Linked DNA regions of Mus musculus: all the other regions are linked to region 3. A link is a contact called in public HiChIP or PLAC-seq data. All regions are on one chromosome and are shown on one strand. The core of a region is the stretch at or near the end of the contact, and the rest is flanking DNA. Distances in the headings are between cores, read along the strand shown.

The links. HiChIP or PLAC-seq counts read pairs in DNA pulled down with a chosen protein or histone mark.
Region 1: a contact with region 3 is called in an H3K4me3 HiChIP or PLAC-seq map of bone marrow-derived macrophages, with 5 times the contacts expected there. The contact joins the promoter of Zdhhc7 here to the enhancer-like site in region 3. A contact is called at or near these places in 2 of 115 datasets of contacts at active chromatin or transcription factors (bone marrow-derived macrophages and embryonic stem cells) and 1 of 9 other capture datasets (liver).
Region 2: an H3K4me3 HiChIP or PLAC-seq map of bone marrow-derived macrophages shows a contact between it and region 3, with 5 times the contacts expected there. The contact joins two enhancer-like sites. A contact is called at or near these places in 1 of 115 datasets of contacts at active chromatin or transcription factors (bone marrow-derived macrophages) and 1 of 9 other capture datasets (liver).

What each region holds. Positions count from the first base shown.
Region 1 is chr8:120,099,863-120,103,975 of GRCm38.p6, reverse strand. Zdhhc7 (zinc finger, DHHC domain containing 7) reads left to right here and starts at 2,504. Exons shown (of 8, transcript NM_133967.3): 1 at 2,504-2,884.
Region 2 is chr8:120,129,666-120,134,032 of GRCm38.p6, reverse strand. The region is part of intron 1 of 6430548M08Rik (RIKEN cDNA 6430548M08 gene); the gene reads right to left. Among named protein-coding and RNA genes, the nearest start is that of 6430548M08Rik, 18 kb to the right of the region's middle. Within about 2 kb of position 2,707, at least 27 of the 459 cell types and tissues checked have an H3K27ac peak or open chromatin away from gene starts, as enhancers often do. A contact at or near this core is called in bone marrow-derived macrophages, where this site is marked.
Region 3 is chr8:120,562,612-120,566,989 of GRCm38.p6, reverse strand. It overlaps Gse1 (genetic suppressor element 1, coiled-coil protein), which reads right to left. Exons shown (of 16, transcript NM_001145896.1): 3 at 4,165-4,364; 4 at 450-622; 5 at 1-63. Among named protein-coding and RNA genes, the nearest start is that of Gins2, 24 kb to the left of the region's middle. Within about 2 kb of position 2,994, at least 276 of the 459 cell types and tissues checked have an H3K27ac peak or open chromatin away from gene starts, as enhancers often do. A contact at or near this core is called in bone marrow-derived macrophages and liver, where this site is marked.

The DNA of each region.
Region 1 (4,113 bases), core at 1,255-3,754, 460 kb after region 3:
CTTCCTGCTCCGGGATCTCAACAGAAGGATCGTAGACTTGGCTGTAGGAAGGAATTCAGGATGAACCGAACAGAAGCAAAGCTAGTGACTTTATTAAGTATGGAGACAGTCACAGAGGAGAAGGATAATACAGTCTCATGATGGGTGTGTGGGCTTTTTCCAGGAAGTCGTACTTAGCTGTCTTCACAATGGCCGCACATAGCAACCTACAGCCTGTTAAGTCACATTCTTCAAAAGATGCAGTTTATAAGCTTTCAAGAGTAATCAAAGCTTAACATTTTGTAAAGGAGGATGGCCTTGAACTTCTGATCTTCCCACCTTCACTTTCCAAGCGTTGAAACTACAAGCATGAGTTATCATGACCACTACCAAGGTTATTCAGTACAGGGGATGGAACCCCAGGCTTCATGGTAAGTCTGAGGCTAACCCGGGCTATATGAGATCCTGCCTCAAAATAACTAATTACATAAGTTAATGTTAAGTAAAATACATGAGCTGGTAACTTAAAAAAATTTTTTTAATTTTATGTATATGAGTGTTTTGCACACATGTATGTATGTATGTATGTATGAATGTGCAGCATGCGCCTCCAAGGTCAGAGGAGGGCATCATGTCCCCTGGAACTGTAGCTCAGATAGTTGTGAGCTATTGTGTGAGTATTGGGAACCATACATGGGTCCTCTGCAAAAGCAGCAAGTGCTATTAATTACAGAGCCACCTCTCCAGCCATCTCCAAGTCAAGCTTATATTTTATTCTTGTGTGTGTGTGTATGTGTGTGTGTGTGCATTTGTATGTCTGCCTGGGTACTCCAAGGCCAGAGGTCCTCAAGGGATGGGGGATTTTTCAAGACAGGGTCTCTTGCTGAGTAAGGTGCTTTTATTATTTAGCTAAGCTAGATCCGCACAAACAATCTGACCGTGAGTGTGCACAATTTATTTCCTGTTTTTAACATCCTGTTTGTGTTGTCTTGAGGAAAACACACTGTCTCTGGAGGCAATACTGCCTTTATCAATCTTGCTGGTTTCTTAACTCTCAGCGAGCAAGAAAGGTCAGGGTGAGGGCTTTTTTCTGTTCCCAGGGTCCTTGAAGTCCCTGTCTTTCTATTCTGCCTCAATTCCATTCAGGTCCGCCTCAGTGAACTGCTAAGCTCATCGGGGTTACCTACAAGTGCATGGCTATTTAGAGGTGTATGGGTAACTGAGGCATTGCCAACACTGAGAAGTCCACCCTAGCATGGGAAAACATGCTCATGACACAGCCTGCAAGGCTCCAGAAAGTCTCCTCTAACCAGCAACAGTGTACTCCTTACATGATCCACAAGACCTCCCGGGTCTTATGGGTGTCCTGAGCCCCGCTTTCCATCCTGAGGAAATAGCTACCTAGGGCAGGCCAAACAAGAGGCACCTGAAAGGTTGGTACCATAGTGAGTATATGGATGCACAAGACGTAACCACAAAAGGGGCTACAGAGCCTGCGAGTCTGCTTAGAGGTGGTCCTTCCAGAAAACCTAGGTTTGGTTTCTTAGCACCCATAAGCCAACTCAAAACTGCTTACGCCAGTTCCAGGGTATCTAAATGCCCTCCTCGAGCATGCACGTGGTACACAGATATATATATGCGGGCAGAACACCCACAGACATAAGAATTAAAGAAAGAATTAAATAAGATTAAAAAGATGTAACCATAATTTTTCAAACCCAAAAGATGCTTTTTTTTTTTTCAAGATGGCATTACTATATAGTCTAGAGTGGTCTCGAACTCCGAATCCTCCTGCCTCAGCCTCCTGAGTGCTGGGACTTAGGCGTGCACTTCCATGCCTAAACTTAAAAGCTGTAATTTTGGAGCAGTTAATCTAATGCACCCTTATTTCCAAAAATCTGGCTCGAATAGCAGTTTCTGGGCGCGGGGACAGGAAACCCAGCGAAGATGGCGTGCGTACCCCAATGGGCTAGATCCCGGAGCTGTCATTATAGCCCTTTTTAGTATCACAGCACACCTTGCGTTTGCCAGTTTAACTACCAAACACTTCTCTGCCCTGGACAAATTGTGCTAAGTCTGTCAGGGGACTCAAGAGGCAGGGGACGGGTGAAGGTTATAAAAACACTCGTTTCTACCTCCGCAAAACTCTGGCCGGTCATCAGGAAGGGGTCGCAGCGACGCTCCAGCGACCTGGGCATGGAGGTGTGCAAGCCTGGACCCAGGAGTCCCATCTCCGGTCCAGGGCGCTGCCTCGGGCTCCCAAACGCCCTCTGGCTCAGTTGCTTCCACCCCCGCGCCTCTATCCTTCATCTCCGTAGTTCTCCCTCCTCCACCTGGCACCGACATCCTTAAAAAGAGAATCGGAGTCGCCACAAACTTCATCTATGTATGGTGCGGCGGGAAGCCTTATCGAGTGCTCTCGAACGGCAACGCGGCGTGGCCCTCGCGGCGCCCCGTAGGCACTGATTTCTCTTCCGGGCCACCCTTCCCGGGGGATCTCCGTTTAGTAGTCTTGCCGTAGATGCTGCTGCCTCTCCTCCAAGAACCGCCGAGTTCTTGGAAGCCCGGTCTTGGATGAAATCGCCAGAGCCTCCCCGCGATCCGCCTCCCGGAAGCCCCGGGCGGCGCGACCGGAAGGACGCAGGCGCAGCGTCTTGACCTCGGCCTGGTCCAGTTCCGGGGTCGTTCGGCTCGGCTGTGCCAGTTCGGCGTCGGGCTCCCGCTTCTGCTGGGGCTGCTGCCTCTCGCCCACCGGCCCGGCCGGCCCGAGCAGCGCGGAACCGAGCCGGATCCGGGTCCACCCGGCCCGGCCATGAGCGCTGCCGCATGATGCGTCGCCGCCCGCGCCGTTGCAGCCGCCGGCCACCAGGAGCCTCAGCACTGGGCGACCCCGCCCGGGCCTCGGGTGAGTGCGGGGAGAGCGGCGGCCGCGACCCCGGGCGGCTCCCCGCCGCCTCCGCGCTGCGGTCCCCTCGGGGGCTCTCCAGTCTCCTCTGCGGACCCCGCAGGATCGAGCCCCATTTGCACCTGCAGCCTTTTGCCTGACCTTGGGCGCTCCAGAGCTAACGTCAGGGTGGCTGTCATAAAGTGCTGTCACCGGTCTGCGAGCTGTCAAGTTTTTTTATGGTCATGCTTCGTCGCAGGTCTGTCTTCCCAAGGCCTCTGTTGTCTCTCTTTAGCGGGACTCTTCTGTTCTTTGCCGGTCTCCCTTCTCTTCCCCCCTGCCCCTGGCCATGGTGTTAGGAGGGTAGTTACCCGGAAGGGCATCTGGGATAATCGGGTCAGCTTTCAGGGCAATAAGGTTCAACTCTATTGAGCTGTCATTATTTCTAGAACTAAGTCCCTTCTAGCTATTAAATAGGCACATTTTATTAGCTCGTGAACAGCCAGTTTATTGTGGCAATTAAATTGGAGTAGTCATAGTTGCAGCAGTCTGCACTGTAGCGGCTTTCACTGGTGTGTGTGGCGCTGTCCAAATCCAAGCTACAGTCTGCTTTGCAATCAGTCCCCTTAGTGAGGGAGTACACTTGTGTTTATTTTACTGCCTTGGGAGAGAGGTCATTTATATTTCTTGGTAAATCTGCCCAGCACACCACTCTGATCTTTCCAAAGTTGTTTATAACTTTCACTTAATTCATGCTACATTTAGAAACAACAACAAAAAAAGATACCTTGTGATACTTGCCCCTGCAGAAGTGGTTAAAGAGAAAGGTTCTTGGAGGTATTTTACAAAATGGGCTAATGGGAGTGTTAATTTCATTTTTTGAACGTTGCACAAAATAGACAGGTTGGGGGTGTTGAAACTGTGTTGTGTACTCTGTGGAGTTACTGGTAAGGAGTTACTGGCTTCTGGGCTGAGAGTGGGAAAAAGTGAAGAGATAATTTCACTCAGAATTTGTTCAACAGCACTTGACTCTTGAGTGTCTGGGCGCTTGGTCGGTTGATATACTTAAAAATAAAACTCTAAGCTGGATGTAATGGGTGCACACCTTTAATCCCAGCATTTGGGAGGCAGAGACAGGAGGATTTCTGAGTTCAAGGCCAGCCTGTTCTACAGAGTGAGTTCCAGGACAGTGAGGGCAACACAGAGAAACCATGTCTCAAAACAACAACAACAAACAAACAAATTAGAAC
Region 2 (4,367 bases), core at 1,458-3,957, 430 kb after region 3:
AAACTCACGAGGTGATGGTTCTATTATCTCAGGCAAGTCCACTGGTCTCTGATTGTCATCATTCCTTCACGCCAGTGTTTCCACAGTAACCACATGCTTCAGTTTGATCTCAGTCACTGGTCAGTCCTGCCTCTGCAAGGTCTGTTGGCTTGAGACAGGGTCTTTTGCTGGGTATCTCTAGGTAGCCTGGAGTTTGCTATGTAGACCAGGCTGGCCTTGAACGCAGATCTCCCTGTCTCTCTCTGCCTTCTGAGTGCAGGGATTAAAGGTGTGTGGCACCATGCCTGTCCAGCCAGGGTTTTTTAACAGGACAAACCAACAGCTAGGACAGTTGGATGCAGTCAGGCTGACTGGCTTGACTTTCCTTGCTTTTGGGTTAATTTGGCAAAATATATAAACAGTGTCTGCCTTTTGGTATGGAGAAAAGAGCAGGCCATCACCAGGTGGAGACATGCTTCCTCCCATGGGATATAAAAGTATGCCTTCCCAAAAAGCCCACTGGAGGGCACGATGGGAGCGAGAGATGGTTCCTTCTCTTCAGGTTCAGTGCTGTCTTCTGGCACAGGAGGGCCAAGCATAAAGCTGCGCACATGTAGAGGACATCTGTGTCCCGTGGGAGGAGAGATCAAGCTACTGTCCTAGAGGCAGGAAGCCCTGGCAGACTGCCCCATGTCCTCTGTGGAAAGGCCACTAGTGTCCACCTCCGCCTCCTCAGGACACCTGTCATCTCTGTCAGAGCTGCCCACACAGCTCGCCAGGGACAAAGGCAGAGATGCTGTCATGATTCAGAAGCAACCTCAGGCAGGTACTTGAGCAACTCTGAACCTTCACCACTTCAGTACTGTACACCCTGGCCTTCGAGCCTGTCTCCCTCCCTGACCTTCAAGCCTGTCTCCCTCCCTGATCTTCAAGCCTGTCTCCCTCCCTGACCTTCAAGTCTATCTCCCTCTCCTCATCTTCAAGCCTGTCTCCCTCCCTGATATTCAAGCCTGTCTCCCTCCCTGATCTTCAAGCCTGTCTCCCTCCCTGACCTTCAATTCTATCTCCCTCTCCTCATCTTCAAGCTTGTCTCCCTCTCCTCATCTTCAAGCCTGTCTCCCTCCCTGACCTTCAAGCCTGTCTCCCTCTCCTAGTTTGCCTCTCCCTCTGGCTAAATCCCTAGCTATGTGGAAGCCTGCTCCACCACATGCAGAAATCTCAAGCTGACAGTGTTCTACCTGGGGGCCTTCTGCAGGTCACTGGTATCCTCTGACCCCCTCATGTCATCGCGCCTATCTGCTTGGTCTATTTTAGGGCAATAACCTAAACGTGCAACAAAGATGGGAAAACAACCAAAGGGTGCAATAAAAATGCTGTGTAAATATTCTTACATTAATTCTGTCACTTCACTGAAATCTGAGGGCAACACTGACAGCAGGGCATTGAGGAAAATGTTATGTTCAATGAAAACAAGACCAGAACTCAAAGGGCTCAAAGGGGACTATGGCCCCTGGGAAGCCTGGCTGCCTTTGTAGGTTGCCGTAGGGATCAAATGGGTGATGGAGGCGGCCTGTCCAAGAGCTACTACTCAGCAGCATCTTAATGCTAGGTGTCGTAAGGGACTGAACACAGTCCTTCAGAGCATTTTTTTTTAATCCAGTGAGAATCATTATTGCAATAAAATTCGGGCCCCCATCTTGAGATAGGGTTTTATGTAGCTCAGGCTAGACTTAAGCTCACTATGCAGCCCAGGATGACCTTGAACTTTTGAACTTACTGTCTCCACCTCTGGAATGCTGGGAATATAGATATGTCCCACCACACTCAGTTTATGTGGTGCTGGGAGCTGACCCCAGGGCTTTGAACCTGCTGGGCAAGCATTCTACCCACTGAGCTACATGCCCAGCCCTTGTTTTTGGTCGTTTCTTGGGTGTCTACTATTTTTTGTTTTAAAGTGAGATTTCACTTTGTAATCAAGGTGGGCCTAGCTACTCAGTACATATCTCAGGCCAACCTCAAAGGAACTATCTTTCCTTTTACCTCATAGAGAATATAAATGTGAATCATCACACCCAACTTTAGCTTTGCTTTTTGAAAATTAAAAAGTAAAAAACAAACAAAGGATGAAAGAGCGCAGGCAGGTACAAGCACACTGAGAACTTTCATTATTGCTATTGTTGAGACAGGATCTCACTCTGCAGCTTACGTTGGCCTGGAAACCACCTGCCTCACCTTCTCCAGTGATGGTGAGGTACTGGTTTCTTTATAGAGCTAGATTGGCCTCTGCACAGGAGGCCACATGCACAGTGACCATCTGGATGCAAACACCCACCACCTTGCGTTCAAGCCTCCACTCTCAGAAGCCTTTCCCGACATCTCCTCCTGAAACTGTCTAATGTAGGCTGCCTGTGGCTGACCTGAGATATGTGATGCCTTGGAATATGTACATGTTCCATATGTGCCTTACATGAACTGCCCAAAGGTAACTAACTGTACACAGTATTTCTGTGTGCCCGTGCTTGACTTGGACCCTCACATGAGATCTGCCATCGTATCTCATTGGTGCCACGGGGTTTAGGACTCCTTTGCTGTCACTCACTAGCTTAGCCCAGAAGGCTGCTCACTCACTGAAGACAAAACCAGCTGACTCACAGAGGACTGCAGAGAGCCCCTGAGCAGCAGCACAGCACTTAGCTTTGTCCAACCATCTACCCTGTTCCTCTTTCCCCACATAAGCCACACGGTTCCTGGCCAGACATGCAATGACATCCCTTTTCTTTATTCAGCCCGGGTTCTCTGCTCCACGCCGTGAGGCTGGGGCTTCTAGGATCCCTGTCCATCTGGGCAAGTGCCTGGTCACCTGCCTCACCACAAATGTGGCTCTGATAACCGCAGAGAATGCAGACTGGTACCTCTGAAAATCTAATGCTGGCCGATAGGTGAGAGAAGAGATCAATATGTGACTACCACCAGAGTGGCAGGAGGCTGTCATTTCTGCCCCTGCTGTCCTCATCCTGGACTAAATATAGTGCAATACCTGGAAGAAGCATGAGGGAGAGATGGGTCTAGCCACCCAGTCCTGGCTTGGGGAAGAAGTAAGGTGACTTGCTTTCCAGACCGAGAGCCAGATCCCCAAGGTGTCCCTGCCGCCTTGTCTCTATCTTCTTCTCTCCAGTGGTCCAGTCCCCAGGCCATTCCTCATAGACAGCCTGTGTCCAGGTCCCTCATCCCTGAGGGAGGAAAGCCCCCTTTCAGTTAGAAAAGTCTAAATGGCCTGGGCGTGGTGGCACATGCCTTTAATCCCAGCTCTCAGGAGGTAGAGGCAGGTGGATTTCTGAGTTCGAGGCCAGCCTGATCTACAGAGTGAGGTCCAGGACAGCCAGAGCTATACAGAGAAACCCTGTCTCAAAAAAAAAAAAAAAAAAAAAAAACCAAACAAACAAAAAGAAAAGTCTAACTGGGTGGAAAGCCCACTGTTTCCCCTCTAGGTCTACTGGGACAAGCAAGTAAACGCAAAGACAGGAAAGCACACGGAAGCCTGCTAAGGCCCTGACTGTGGGGCTGAAGGACAGCAGAGGAGAGGACAGCTCAGAGGCCTCCCTTTATCTGTGCTGTCCTTGTTGCCCTCAGTCAACCGCAGTCTGAAAACATGAACCTGAAATGTCAGGAGTAAAATTCCTGTTTGACATACTCTTCCATCTGCTTGAGAGATCCAACATAAACATACTGTCTCTGCTACCCATTCGACGGCACTTGATAGCCATGTTGGTTATCAGATCCACTGTGCCAGGACCCAGTCTTGTGTCTCAATAGCTTTTATTTTATTTAATAATGGCCTCAAAGTGAGAAAGGTGATATGCTGGCCTAATGTCTGCTGAAGCCAAGATACCAACACTCCCTGAGAGTCTTAAACACGACTCACTCAGAGTCTTAGAAATTGACACAGGGAACACCCAGGGTTAATCCAAAATTATCCAGCACACAAAGAACCAGGCAAGTCCTTAGGAGTGAGAGTGCTCAGGCCACCTGAAAGGGCACCACGACTGGAATCAGCTGACAGAGGGTTCTGAATGGCGATTAGTAAAAACTACTCCAGGAAGCAAAGCAGGGTGGTCCAGAAGGAAAAACTTAAAAGTCTCAGGGGGAGAAGAAGATAAAGGGAAATCAAACAGAACTTGTAGAATGGAGAATAAAAAGCTCACTGGAGAGGCTTGGCAGCAGAACAGGGCAACACAGCAGACTCAGTGAACACCAAAAGGTCAGCGAGCACCTGACCCAGCAACAGAGAAGACAAGGAAATGAGCTGAGCCTGCCTGCAGCCAAGGGACAGCATCAAAGGGTCCAATGTGTGTGTGCTGCAAGGGAAGGCAGCATGAAACAGAGAGGGA
Region 3 (4,378 bases), core at 1,745-4,244:
CTTCTCAAGTAGTCCTCAGTCACCGTGCTGGGGGGCACCACATGGTGCACAGGCCGCTGGAGGCTGTGGGAGGGGGAAGTGGGGAGCAGAGGTAATGTGCCACACTCCCTCACCAGGCTCAGGTCCTGCCTCTCAGTGAGGTACAGCCTGGCATGAAGCCCAGACTGCACAGATGGGAAGCTGCCTGTCCCTCAAGGTCCCCACGAGTGGATAGAGATGCTGGAGGGGCTCTCTGTTCCCCAGACCCAGAGGATGGGCTTAAATGTGTTTAGGACACCTGATAAGTCTGTCTCAACAAAGGCTGGACCACAAGGTCAGATGGGGCCAAGGACCTCAGGGCAGATCAGGCCACTGAGACTAATGGCATTCTATCTACCTCTGCCAGTGCAAACTCTCAGGTCTGTCTGGAGCCACCCCTGTGCCTTCCCTGACCCCAGGCTGGCACTTACTTGAGTGGTTGGAAGCGGGAGTCCTGTACAACTGAGCCGGGGGAAAGGCCAAAGGGGTACGGGGTGCTGAGTAGGTGGGAGGGGATGGCGGGGCCCGCAGCCTTTTCCTGGGCGAGAGGTGGCTCCACCAATAGGCGCTCCCGACCACTGCTGCTGCCTCGTGAGCCAGAGTCCTGCGGGAAGAAGAGTTAGGTTTTGGGGAGCCATATTCTAGAAACATCCTCCCCCTAATTTTTTTTTTTAATCAAAGAAAGCATAAAAGGGGTATTTAGGGAGAAAGCCTCCTATGAGCAGGTCTGGACCAAGGTCTACAGGGTCTGGCTCAGCTCTAGAAGGAACTCAACAATGTCAGGGAAGCCTTAGACACCAGACTGCTGAATCCCAAGATGAGGCATGTGAGGGCATCTGCAGGGTAGGAACTCCCACCTCCTATAGGCAAAACAGGGTGGTCATAGAGTCAGGACACACACACACCCTGGGGACCTGCACCTCAGGACAGAGCTGCTCCCTAGATTCCAGCAGTGCCCGTAGCTATGTGGACACTGCTGGCAGCTGATATGGACCTACGTGGGGGACCCTTGCACATATTTAGGCTTTGAGACCCCAGGAGAGGCTCCCTTCAGGCAGGAAGTGAGAGGCGGCAGTTGAGTTGGGCTGGGCTGGGCTGGGCTGGGGAGACCCCGCCTCACGGACTGATTTTCTGTATAAACAGTCACAGCAGCACCACACAGCCTGGAGAAACCAGACCCAACAGCCCTGCATGCCTGTCACCTGTGACTAGGGAGGAATCCTCAGGGCAAGGCAGAGAGGCAAAGTCAGGGAGCCACGGAGCAGAGGGGAGACTGAGGGCCAGGAGCCTCCTGGTACAACTTTGAGGCCCTTCCCTCACTACTGCAGGAGAAGCCCAACACAAGGCAGACAGTGGCACTCACTAGGGACACGAGGTCCTCTGGATGATATGGCTGAACCCATGGTGTGACTGAAAGGCTCATGGTAGCCAGCATAGTAACACTGATTGTCTCTGGATACAGGCCTGCCAGCCATTCTACCGGCTCCTTGTGGTTATCCCCAGGGTCAGCAGCTAGCATCACCAGAGCATATGTAAGCCCCGAGGGGAGGGGTCGTGGCTGTACCACCACTTAACCCTGTGTGTGCAGAGTGAGGACAGCTTAGCACCGTACCTCCCCGCCTCCATTCTCACAGAGTCTACCACAAGCCCTCCTGCTCCCCACAGACAGCCAGCCACGATTAATTGAGGGAGACAGGCTGCTGATTGAATTTTTAATGAGCAGCAACATCTGTTTCCTTCCCTGGGTGCAGCAGCAGGCTGTCTCTGTTCCCTTGTGGGGTCCTCATGGGTTCATGACCTCTGACCTGCCCTCCTCAGGAGAAACATTCACACAGTACCGTATAGGTGTGTATGGCAGGGTGCGGGTGGGGTGGGGGCACATATCCCACTCACACCAGGACAAACAAGGAGACTAGAAAAATGGCCATCAGGCTGGGCAGTGGTGGCACATGCCTTTAATCCCAGCACTACAGAGTGAGTTCTAGGACAGCCAGGCTACACAGAGAAATCCTGTCTCCAAAAAAAAAAAAAACCAAAAACCAAAAAACAAAAAACAAAAAATAGCCCCAAAGATGAAAAAAGAGAAAAAAAAGAGAAAAGAAAAAATGGTCATCAGGCCAATTGGGGGGGTGGGGGGAAGGGGGGTTTGCACACTGCTGCCCTCCTCAGGCCTGTGGCCTCTCTGACTAGAACCTGGCTAACCAGGCCATCTGTGGGGCAGGGTGCTGCCTGGGTGACAAGGACAGAAAAAGCCCCGGCATGGTGGCTGCCCCAGGGCACCCTCCTGGCAGCAGCTGTGGCAGACAAGATATGTCTGCAGAGCTGCTCCAAGACACAGCTGCATCCATGAAAGGCAGCGGCTGGGAAGGAGAGAACTCTCATTCTCCAGTGATTAGAGTGAGGTCTCCACAGCTGGTCAAGTGGGATGAGCCCGTTAGTTTCCAGACTGTTCTTCATTCATCTCTCACGCGGCTTCCACTGCCTGGTCACCCTGGAGCCACACACCCCCTTGACTTCCAACCAGTGGATGTTGCCTCCAGAGGCCCCTAGTGACTCATGGCCACACTACAGGGAGAGCGCATCCCCCGCCCTCCTGGAAAGGATTAAACTCTCTGCTGAGCTCTGAGCATCATCCACTGTGTGTGTGCTTGGCGGTGGCGGTGGCGGTGGCGGTGGCGGTCTCCCTGGTGGCGAGCAGGTCTTGTTAACCACAGCGTGAACTGCTGGAGCAGAGCCATCAGAGCCCTTCTCCGGGTTACTAAATGTTTCTGAGGCAGTAAGGATCCTCTGAGGATAGTGACAGGCTCCGGGCAGAGGAGTCACGAGGCAGAGGCACTTGGAACCTCCTAGTTCTCCAAGGGGACAATACATGAAGTGTCTTGGACCTGGGCCAGGGGCTCCAGTCAGCAGAAGCTCCGGGGCCCAAGGCAGGAACAGGAAGTGACCCTCCCACCAGCTTCTCTCTCAGGAGCAAAGCCAGTCACCAGGCAAGCTGGTTACCCAGGGAAGGGAAGCTCTATGGGGGTTTTTATCAGCTGACTCATTGTCTGAGGTCAAAGCTGCGCTCTGGCAGGAGTCCACAGACAGGAGATGGTTGGCGGTGGCAACTTCTCTGACTTCTCTTAAGCCAGGACAGGGTGGGTCTAGGCTGCTCTGAGCTGAGATTCGATGACAGGATCGCTCAGACAGGTTTCCCAGGGTTAAGTGTGACTTCAGCCACAGGAGGAATGGGCCAAGGCTGGCCCCCACGCTTCAGTCAGGAGCCTGATGGATGCTCCAAGCACTTTACTGGGGACACCAATCAGACCTGAAGGGCAGATGAAACTCACACTCTTGCCTATCCTGCCCTGCCCCAGCGGGGAGAGGTGCTCTCCTTCCCCTCCCCCTCCATCTCTGTGGTTTAATTAGTACTTCCTAGCAGTACAAACCCTCTGGGAATGGGGCTGGAGAATCCCGGGAAAGCCACAGCTGACAGCGGTTCTTAATTAGCAAGGCCCCCTCTAGGCGCCAGGCTGCCAGGCCGCCGGGAGGCCCAGCAGTACAGGGGAAGCTCTGGGGCTGGCTCCTCCACTGCAGTTAGGTTATGGCCAGCTAGAGACTGCAGACACAAGGACCCCGGTGCTGGCTGGCATCAGGGACCATCAGAGTTAGCCTACAGTCCCGCCCCTACTCCTCCAAAGCAGTCACAGCTATTGTCTAGCCAAAGATCCAAGGCACTCTATGGTTGTTGTCTGTCTCAACCTGGTGCCTCTGGGTATGTAGACCCCTAAAGAAGTGATTGCCGTCCAGGCCACCAGAGGACACAATAAGACACCACTGTGTAAAGGGGCAGGGCCTTGGCGACCCCCTCCCTCCCCAGGCTTAGGGAGGCTCTGGCCTCCTAAAGCAAGCAACGATGAATTTGTGGTACTCTGTCACAAGTCTGATGTAAGGGTTGCCTTAATCCTAGCATCTTCCAGTACCGGGTGCGTATCAAGCTCACCTAGCAGAAGAGTCTGAGGACCAGGGTGAGAGGTCAACCTCGCCCCCAACTCAAGTTCTCAACAGAGCTGTGGACAGAAAACAGCCTGCAGGAACACCCCCACATACCCCGCCTCCATCCCCATTACCCCCACCACGCCCACACCTCTGGGCGGCGCCACTCACCTGGCGGCTCTCGCTTCTCCAGACTCCATTGACGGTTTTAGTGGGGGCAATAGTGACCACTGGGGGAGTGCTGGGGACACTGTGACCCCCGGGGGGGACGATGATGGGGCCCATGGGCACTCGTTTGGGCGTGCTAGCTGGAGAGCTATGGTTGGTGGCTGGAGAGGACACTGGAGATGACTCGCTGCTCAGTGAGGACCCTGCGGAAAGAGAA